3 separate regions of the Sus scrofa genome follow, and regions 1 and 2 are each linked to region 3. The links are chromatin contacts, called in public Hi-C maps. All regions are on one chromosome and are shown on one strand. Each heading gives the region's core, a stretch centred on a gene start, on an enhancer-like site or on the middle of the called end of the contact. The rest is flanking DNA. Distances are from core to core; before and after follow the strand shown.

Region 1 (2,883 bases), core at 156-2,655, 160 kb after region 3:
ATCCTCTTTGCGAAGCAAACCCAAGCAGATTGTGATGTTAACACTGTTTTGCAAACAAACAAACAAAATTTTTTTGGTATCCTGCAAGTGTCCTAGCTTCAGCCTGGAATCAGTCTTAAGAGCTGTCCGGGTGTCTGGGCAACTGGTGGGGGAACCTGGTATAGAGCCCATTTGTGTGAAACCAAGGACCCTCCTGCAAGAGATACCACTGTAGGGGCCAAGGGAGCCTGTACAAGCTCAACCTAGTATGGAAGCCTGGGGCTTTGGAGAGAAAGTGTGATTCTGAACCTGGAGCCCTGCTCTATCAGACTACTATTCAGCCGCCTCTGGATTCAAATCAAGTCATACAGCAGAAGGGAGCTATGAACACACGCTGCAAAAAATGCCACAAGGTCCTCCTTTGACATCCTATCAAAGAGGTGAGTAGTATTCTCCCCACTTCTGCCCTAAGCCCAGGGAGTGTCAGTAAAGTTAGGGCTCCAGTAGACCCAGCATGCCCTCGGGGTCCTCATGGCTCCCCAGTGGGAAGAGGATCACCCTGGTGCCTGCAGTGGGGACCAGCAGCACAAGACAACCCCCTTGGCCCAGAGATCAAAGTCTTCACTGGGAGGGTCTCCAAAAGGCCACTATGAAGTGAGTAGGGCTGTCGCTGACCTGGCCGAAGTGGGTTTGAGCAGGCAAGGAGGAAACCGGCAGAAGCTACGTCGTGGCCAAAAGGAGTCATTCATGTATGTACCCACATTGCACCTGGAGATTCCTAGAGACAACTGCAGTCAGGACGTTCTGCAACAGCTGGTCACAGCGAGAGCAAGGAAAAAGTACTGCAGAGGGCTTGTAGTGTCTTCTTTCTAACCCCAAGGGGGTGGGCTGTAAGGTGGTCTGGGGAAACTCAGGCCAGAATATCTTAAGGGTTTTTTTACAAACATGAAATAAACTGGAATACTAAATCCTAGCTGGTTCATCTGGTAATTATTTTTTTAATCATAGTCAGCCTTAGCTTTTCCTGAACCCCCAGCCCTGTAAAACTTCGTGCATGACTTCAGCTTTACTTTTCTTCTCAAGACATGTCAATGTGCTGAGTCACTAAAAAAAAAAAAAAAAAAAAAAAGAAAAGAAGAAAGAAAAAAAGCAAAAGAGAAAAAACAGAAAGTGAAGGAAAAATGATCCGGCTTCTGAGGACTAGCCTTGGTAATGACCTAAGTGGCACTTTTTTCCCTGGTTGTGATTCCTGTGATGCTAAAGGACGTCACATTGCACAATCTTAATAAGGTTTCCAATCAGCCCCACCCGCTCTGGCCCCACCCCCACCCTCCAACAAAGATTTATCAAATGTGGGATTTTCCCATGAGTCTCAATATTAGAGTCTCAACCCCCAATAAATATGAGACTGGGGATGTCTAAGGCTCAGTCTGCCCTCGAGCCCACCAGGAACGAAAGAGAGCTCCATCTGCCCTCCAGGAACCCAGCTATGAACTCCCTCTCCACAAGTAAGTGAAGGAAATCCCTAGCCTTGGAACTGCCTGGCAGCCGTGCCTGGCGAGGGAGGGGGTGTGTATCCGCTGCTGCGAGAGCTGGCGGGCGGCCAGCAGCCAGAAGCACAGCTCCCCCAGTGGTGCAGTCTGCTCACTGGCTGCTCTCCCTTCCCTCCGGCACAGGCGCCTTCAGTCCAGTCGCCTTCTCCCTGGGGCTGCTTCTGGTGATGGCTACTGCCTTCCCTACCCCGGGACGCCTGGAAGAAGATGCCAAAGGTGATGCCACCTCAGACAAAATGCTCTTCACCTCTCCGGACAAAACTGAAGAACTCATTAAGTACATCCTCGGCAAAATCTCTGCAATGAGAAAGGAGGTGGGTAGGCTCGCCTGAGGGAGATGAAGGGCCCCTGTAGGTGGTCATCTCCTCGGCCTTGGATGTGAACAGCGGCTCCTGCTTTTGGTGGGGAGGGGAAGGTCTTTGCTGGGTTCTGGGACAGCTTCGATCTGAAGCCAAAGGGGCAGGCTGTGTTTTTTAATTTCTCCTCTGCTGCTGGTCTCAGGTAGTTCCTTTTCCTCCGGGGAAAATATACTGCGGGGCTGGAATCCATGCCTCAAGTCTCATTCGCATTTCCATGCTTGGCATGAGCTGAGAGTCACACTCACTGCCTCTCAGGATTTCCTCTTCTCTAACCAAAAAATAAGGCCTGTCAATCTTCTTTGCGTTCCTTGGACTTGGGGGGAGCATTTAAAAGCACCACTGAAATGACTGTTCAGCTTCTCAGGACAGTCACTGTACTTTTAGATTACGCCAGCTCAGTGGTTAGGGACTCCCCAGAGTCATTCCGGCAAATAAGATGCATACCTGACAGCCCACCAAAGTGGCAAAATCCTAGGTAGGTTAAAGCAGCTCCCAAGCTTAAAATGTAAGGGAGTTTGGCTCTGTTTGGTAGAAAGGAAAGAACACAGGAGAGGAGATTGGGAGCCTCAAATTTGGTTCTGATCTGTTGAACCTGCTTTGTGATCTCGGGCAAATTCCCTACCACCTGTGCGCCCCATCTGCAAAATTATGGATTTAGACTAGATGATCTGAAAGGCTCTTCCAGCTGGCACATTCTATGGCTCAAATTATACTCACCCAATTATCATCAAAATTCCTGTCATTTATTAAGGATCCACTATGTGCCAGGCACTTTACAGATAAATATTATATTAAGATATAAATATTATATCTTATCCTCACAGTAAACTTACAAGGGAGGTGTTTCATTATCCCCAACTAGGAGAGTTAGGGGCACTGAGACTTGGAATAGGTAATATGCCTGAAGGCAGAGGGGAGGTCAGAATGGAACCCAGGGGTGCCCATTCTCCACTTGTTTGCCTGGATGCGAATGGGTTCTGACTCCACTTTTC
Region 2 (2,879 bases), core at 53-2,552, 200 kb after region 3:
GGATCCATGAGGATGCAGGTTCAATCCCTGGCCTTACTCAGTGGGTAAAGGATCTGGCATTGCCATGAATTGTGGTGTAGGTCGCCGACGCGGCTCAGATCTGACGTTGCTGTGGCTGTGGCACAGGCCGACAGGTGTAGCTCCAATTCGACCCCTAGGATGGGAACTTCCATATGCCATGGGTGCGGGCCCTAAAAACTGAGCAAAAAAAAAAAAAAAAAAAAAAAAAGCAAAAAGAAACGAAAACTAAAAACTAAAGCCCAGAAAGAAACCACTAAAATATTAAGGATAGTCATTTCTAAGTAGAAGATTATAAATGATATTTATTTTCTTTATTCTTTTTGTAATTTTGCATGTCCCAATTTTTTCTTCAGTGAGCATTTACCACTTTTAAAATTAGAAAAATATTATTTTTTAAGCACACCATAAATTTTATCACAAAAATTCATTTATACATATTTCTTCAGCTTTGTTTTAATAAAAAAATTTTTTCAATACTTTGAATTTTCAAAACTAAGACTTAGATAAGCCAACAATCATAAGTCTTGGCTTTTGTTAGTTTCTTAATTTAGCATCAGTATGTAACCAAAAACACTTAGTGGTTTTATCAGCTATTTGGAAATAAGTTCTTGGCACTATGCCCCCCTAAATCCTTTGGAACTCATGTGTTGAAACAGTTGCTTCATTTTCACTAAATAATCAGAACCATTCCTCAGAGAAGCTCAAATCTATGCCTGAATTCAGATCAAGAATAGAAGGGACAGTAACCTAATCATTTCTTTTTAAGCTTGCCACAGGTCAAAAGAATGCATTTGGTCAAGAGACTGGGAAATAAAAAATAAATCAGACCTTGCTGGACAATTTAAGGTGGTCACCAGGTGTCTTGGACGCCTCTTGCTTCATATGACAGCCTTCTGAATAATAAGATATTTAGCAATGCACAGGTGAAAGGATATAAAGCATGGCTCCCTATCCCAAGATATCTCCACTGTGAGATTATGATTGTTACACATGTGTCTGCTTCCTCCATCCAGGCACTGCCTGGATAAATATAAATAAGTATCCCATAATCTTCCCCTAAATATATTCCATAAATATTCCCCCATTCCTATGCTGACAAGCTTAAGACCAGGTCTCCACTCACGTCTCCAGACTTCCCACTCCTTACTTCACAGCAAAATCCAATCACAGTTCTGAACTCAGTACACCTTTGAAGCCTTACCCAGCTTGTACTAGCTTTCAGTCATAACTGCATCCCTACCATCTCTGTCCCAATCTCATCTCTGCAAGTCAAACCTGATCAACAAAGCTCCCAAGGCATGCAGTACCAACTGCTTAGTCATTCAGCCCATTGCCACCCTCCTGTACCCCAATGACTTCATTAGCTGGCCTCCACACTTCACTACAGCTTCCCTAGACCATCTCCACCACGGGCTTTCTACACTCTGACTTCTGGGGGCCCAGTCTCGCCATATTCAACAGGAAAGAACTGATTTACGCTGTTTCCTATTTTCTTTCTTTTTTAACTTTATAACTGTCCGTACTTCAGAAGGGACTTGATATAACTTACACTCTGATTTGACCATATTTTGTCTGAAAGGATTTTTAAATTATTTTTATTGAAGTAAAGTTATGTATAATATTATGCTAGTTTCAAATATACTACATAGTGTGACATCTGCCTACATTATAAAATTACCACAGTAAGTCTAATAACTGTCCCCATACAAAATTATTACCATATTAATGACCATATTCCTAATGCTGTATATTACATCCTCATGACTTATTTATTATATAACTGGAGGTTTATACCTCTTAATGCCTTTCACGCAGTGCCCCAACTCCCCTCCCTTTGGGAACCATTTGTTTATTCTCTGTATCTATGAATCCGCTTTCATTTCGTTTTGTTTTTATCTGTTTTATTTTTTAACTTTACATATAAATGAGATCATGAGGTATTTTTCTTCCCTTCTGACTTATTTCATTTAGCAATAATACCCTCTACATCCATCCATGTTCTTCCAAGTGGCAAGATTTCATTTTTTTAATAGCTGAGTAATTTTTCATTATATATATATACATATATATACACACACACACATATACAATCATATTTTGTACATATATATCACATCTTCTTTACCCATTCATCTATCTATAGGCACTTGTGGTTATTTCCATATTTTGGCTATTATATATAATGTTGTAATGAATATTGATGTGTATATATCGTTTTGAATTTAAGTTTTTGTTTTATTTGGGTAAAACCCAGAAGCACAATTGCTAGATGAAATGGAGTTCTAGTTTTAATTTTTTGAGGAAATTCAATACAGTTTTCCATAGTGGCTGGACCTATTTACAGTTCTGTCAAAAGTGTATGAGAGTTCTGTTTTTTTCACATCCTTTCCAAAATTTGTTCTTTGTTGTCTTTTCGATGATAGCCATTCTTACAGGTGTGAGGCGGTATCTCATTGTGGTTTTGATTTGCATTTCTCAATTAGTGATCTAAACATCTTTCCATGTGTCTGTTGGCCATTTGTGTGTCTTCTTTAGAAAAATATTCATTCAGGTCCTCTGTCTATTATTAAATCAGAATTTTTTTTTCAGTTGTACAAGTTCTTTCTATATTTTGGATATTAACCCCTTATCAGATATATTATTTGAAAATATCTTCTCCCGTTCAGTAGGCTACCCTGTGTTTTGCTGATAGTTTACTTCTCTGTGCAAAAGCTTTCTAGCTTGATGTAGTTCTGTTTGTTCAATTTTGGTTTTGTTTCTAAGACAGATAGAAATATTACTGAGACCCATGTCAAAGTGTGTACTGCCTATGTTTTCTTCTAGTAGCTTTACAGCTTCAGGTCTTACAACTAAAACTT
Region 3 (2,843 bases), core at 86-2,585:
AGTGAAATGATACCCAGTGCAAATCAGGCTTCAGGTACAAATAGGCTGTTTGACAGAAAGGTAAAGAAGCCAGACTCTGGCCTCTGGCTTCTAGGCTGAGATTCCTAGATGAGATTTGTAGTTCTCTGTATGGTGATTTGGAAATGTCCCTCTGTGGAAAGTCCTAGGCTGGTTGCTGCAAAATTACCCTCATTAAAAATGCAGAGCTCTCTTCCTCCACCCCATGTAATTAAGGAGCTCTGCTGTTAGATACAGGCTGTCATCTTTTTTTTTTTTTTTTTTTTTTTTTTTGTCTTTTTTGCCATTTCTTGGGCTGCTCCTGCGGCATATGGAGGTTCCCAGGCTAGGGGTCTAATCGGAGCTGTAGGTGCTGGCCTACACCAGCGCCACAGCAACGTGGGATCCAAGCCGCATCTGCAACCTACACCACAGCTCACGGCAATGCCGGATCCTCAACCCACTGAGCAAGGCCAGGGATCAAACCGGCAACCTTATGGTTCCTAGTTGGATTTGTTAAACACTGAGCCATGACGGGAACTCCTGTCATATTTTTAATAGGTGTCCCAGTTAATTCGGAGGCACAGCCATGTTTTGGTTACCTATATCTGTACATTTACTAAACATAGACCAATGCAAAGGTATGACTATCTGGACAACTCTTACTTTCATGACTTTCATAAAATAGTTCTTTTTAGGTTCAGACCTGGCAACAATTCCAAAGGCAAGAGAACGCTGTCCAACACAGGGGTCACCAGCTACATGGGGTTCCTGGGCACCTGGAATCCAGCTTGTCTGCATTGAGATAGGCTGCAGGATTAACTAAGATCAGCATGATGGAGGATAATGTGATAAAAAGAATGTATATATGTATGTGTGACTGGGTCACTTTTCTCTACAGTAGAAAATTGACAGAACACTGTAAACCAGCTATAATGGAAAAAATTAAAATCTTTAAATAAAAAAACCCCCGACAAACCCAATAGAAGAAAGATGATGTAAGCAAAGGTACAAAGAGACATAAATTACCAACAAATAGGGGGAAATATGAAACCTCACTGGTAACAAAAGAAATGCAAAACAAAATGGAACAAAAAGATTTCAAAGATTCAAAGGGGAAAAAAGAATAAGATAATTTTAATGTCACTACTACAAAAATGCCATTACATATGTGGCTTGCATCTGTGTCTTTTATACAGTAGAGGACATAAATAATTTTGACAAGAATGGAGGGAGGGAGTGGAAAGTGGAGAGGCAGAGCATAGCAGGCTGAGACAGTCTTGACTGCCCAGCATTCTAACAGCATTCCTGGACCCAAACCTCACAACCTGGCAACTTGGCTAGGGGAAAGGAAAAAAAAAAAAGTCCTAGGCCTGCAGCCACTACAGTTCTACAAGCTCCTCCAGGCATGAGTTTGCAGTCTGAGCCCAAGCCGACTGTAAATACTCAGGAAACATCCACTTCCAAACAGGGTGAGTCTGAAACAGACTTACCAGAACTCAGAGGGCAGTTTTACGTAGAAAAAAGGATGGTTGTTATAACTGATTATTGGCGTGCAGGCCAACCCCCAGGGATGATAGCTAAAAAAACTTCTGTGGTCTTCCACTGCAGTCCTTTGGGCTAGCAGCACTAGCAACATCTGAGAATGTGTTAGAAATGCAAACTCTCAGGCTCCAGCCCAGACCTGAAGAATCAGAAAGACCATGGAGTTCCCGTCGTGGCGCAGTGGTTAATGAATCCAACTAGGAACCATGAGGTTACAGGTTCAGTCCCTGCCCTTGCTCAGTGGGTTAACGATCCCGCGTTGCAGTGAGCTGTGGTGTAGGTTGCAGATGTGGCTCGGATCCCACGTTGCTATGGCGCTGGTGTAGGCCAGTACCTATAGCTCCGATTAGACCCCTAGCCTGGGAACCTCCATATGCCGCAGGAGCGGCCCAGGAAATAGCAAAAAGATCAAAAAAAGAAAAAAAAGAAAGACCAGAGATGGGGTCCAGCAGTCTGGACTCTGACCAGCCACGCAGGGGATGCTGAGGATGCATCCAAAGACGGAGAAGCACGGATCTGGATAAAGAGGAGGCCAGTTAAGGGGAGCCCCTGAGGCACTGAAACAAGCCCTCGAGGTTGTGCTGCACCGTGGTCCAGTGCTTCCGCTGTCACTGGGAGCTGGCTAAGAGCCTGCAACTTGGAGTGGGAACACCTGGTTCCCTCTCTGTCAAGCTCCATTTCCTCCTGTGTGACCTGGGGTAGTTAAAAACTTTTCTGAACCTGTTCTGCTATCTGAAAGATGAGGAAAGTAATACAACTTGTGTATGACTGTTACTGGGAATAAAGGCACAAATGCGTGGGAAAATCTGCACGAGGTTCTGGGTACAGAGCAGTGGGTTCTTATTGGTCCATGACCATAAGTCTCCCATAGTGCCAGGAAAAACAGCCAGAGAGCTCCCAGCTTCCCTAGCCATTGTTAGTATCTTATCTGTGCCCACAGCATGCTTGCTTTTTTCATGGAAATTACTTCTTTTCCATGATTAGTCAGTGAATCTACAAGATGATTTTATCTAATCACATTCTTGCATAATTGACTCATTCAAGTTTTATCACCTTGGTTTTACTGAATCAGGTTTGACTCCAGTGAACTCCCCCATGTGGTTTTCTAGGGTTCCTACTTTCTCTGTCTTCTGACAATATGGCCTCAGAGGCTGGTTTGATCAAGTGAAACCAGTCTGCGAGTATTTCTGTGCTGGGACCTGGATGCTGATTCCTGGGGGAGTTTCTGCTTTCCTAAGTCTATCTCATAAAATGCAGACTGCTTGGATAGCATGGATGTTTGCTGACATGACTGTGATAGT

Evidence for each region. A called contact is a pair of places that touch in the nucleus more often than the background predicts.
Region 1: a Hi-C map of embryonic fibroblasts shows a contact between it and region 3, with 2.6 times the contacts expected there. The contact joins the promoter of IL6 here to the enhancer-like site in region 3. A contact is called at or near these places in 2 of 5 promoter capture datasets (fetal liver and liver), 8 of 47 Hi-C or Micro-C datasets (adipocytes, embryonic fibroblasts, fibroblasts and 4 more) and 1 of 2 datasets of contacts at active chromatin or transcription factors (alveolar macrophages).
Region 2: a contact with region 3 is called in a Hi-C map of omental adipose tissue, with 3 times the contacts expected there. The contact joins two enhancer-like sites. A contact is called at or near these places in 5 of 47 Hi-C or Micro-C datasets (adipose tissue, embryonic fibroblasts, omental adipose tissue and 1 more) and 1 of 2 datasets of contacts at active chromatin or transcription factors (alveolar macrophages).

The regions. Positions count from the first base shown.
Region 1 is chr9:91,505,016-91,507,898 of Sscrofa11.1, forward strand. It overlaps IL6 (interleukin 6 (interferon, beta 2)), which reads left to right and starts at 1,406. Exons shown (of 5, transcript NM_214399.1): 1 at 1,406-1,487; 2 at 1,656-1,846. The coding sequence starts at 1,469.
Region 2 is chr9:91,544,374-91,547,252 of Sscrofa11.1, forward strand. No RefSeq gene overlaps it. Among named protein-coding and RNA genes, the nearest start is that of TOMM7, 33 kb to the right of the region's middle. Within about 2 kb of position 1,303, at least 4 of the 83 cell types and tissues checked have an H3K27ac peak or open chromatin away from gene starts, as enhancers often do. A contact at or near this core is called in embryonic fibroblasts and omental adipose tissue, where this site is marked.
Region 3 is chr9:91,342,721-91,345,563 of Sscrofa11.1, forward strand. No RefSeq gene overlaps it. Among named protein-coding and RNA genes, the nearest start is that of RAPGEF5, 110 kb to the left of the region's middle. Within about 2 kb of position 1,336, at least 7 of the 83 cell types and tissues checked have an H3K27ac peak or open chromatin away from gene starts, as enhancers often do. A contact at or near this core is called in embryonic fibroblasts and omental adipose tissue, where this site is marked.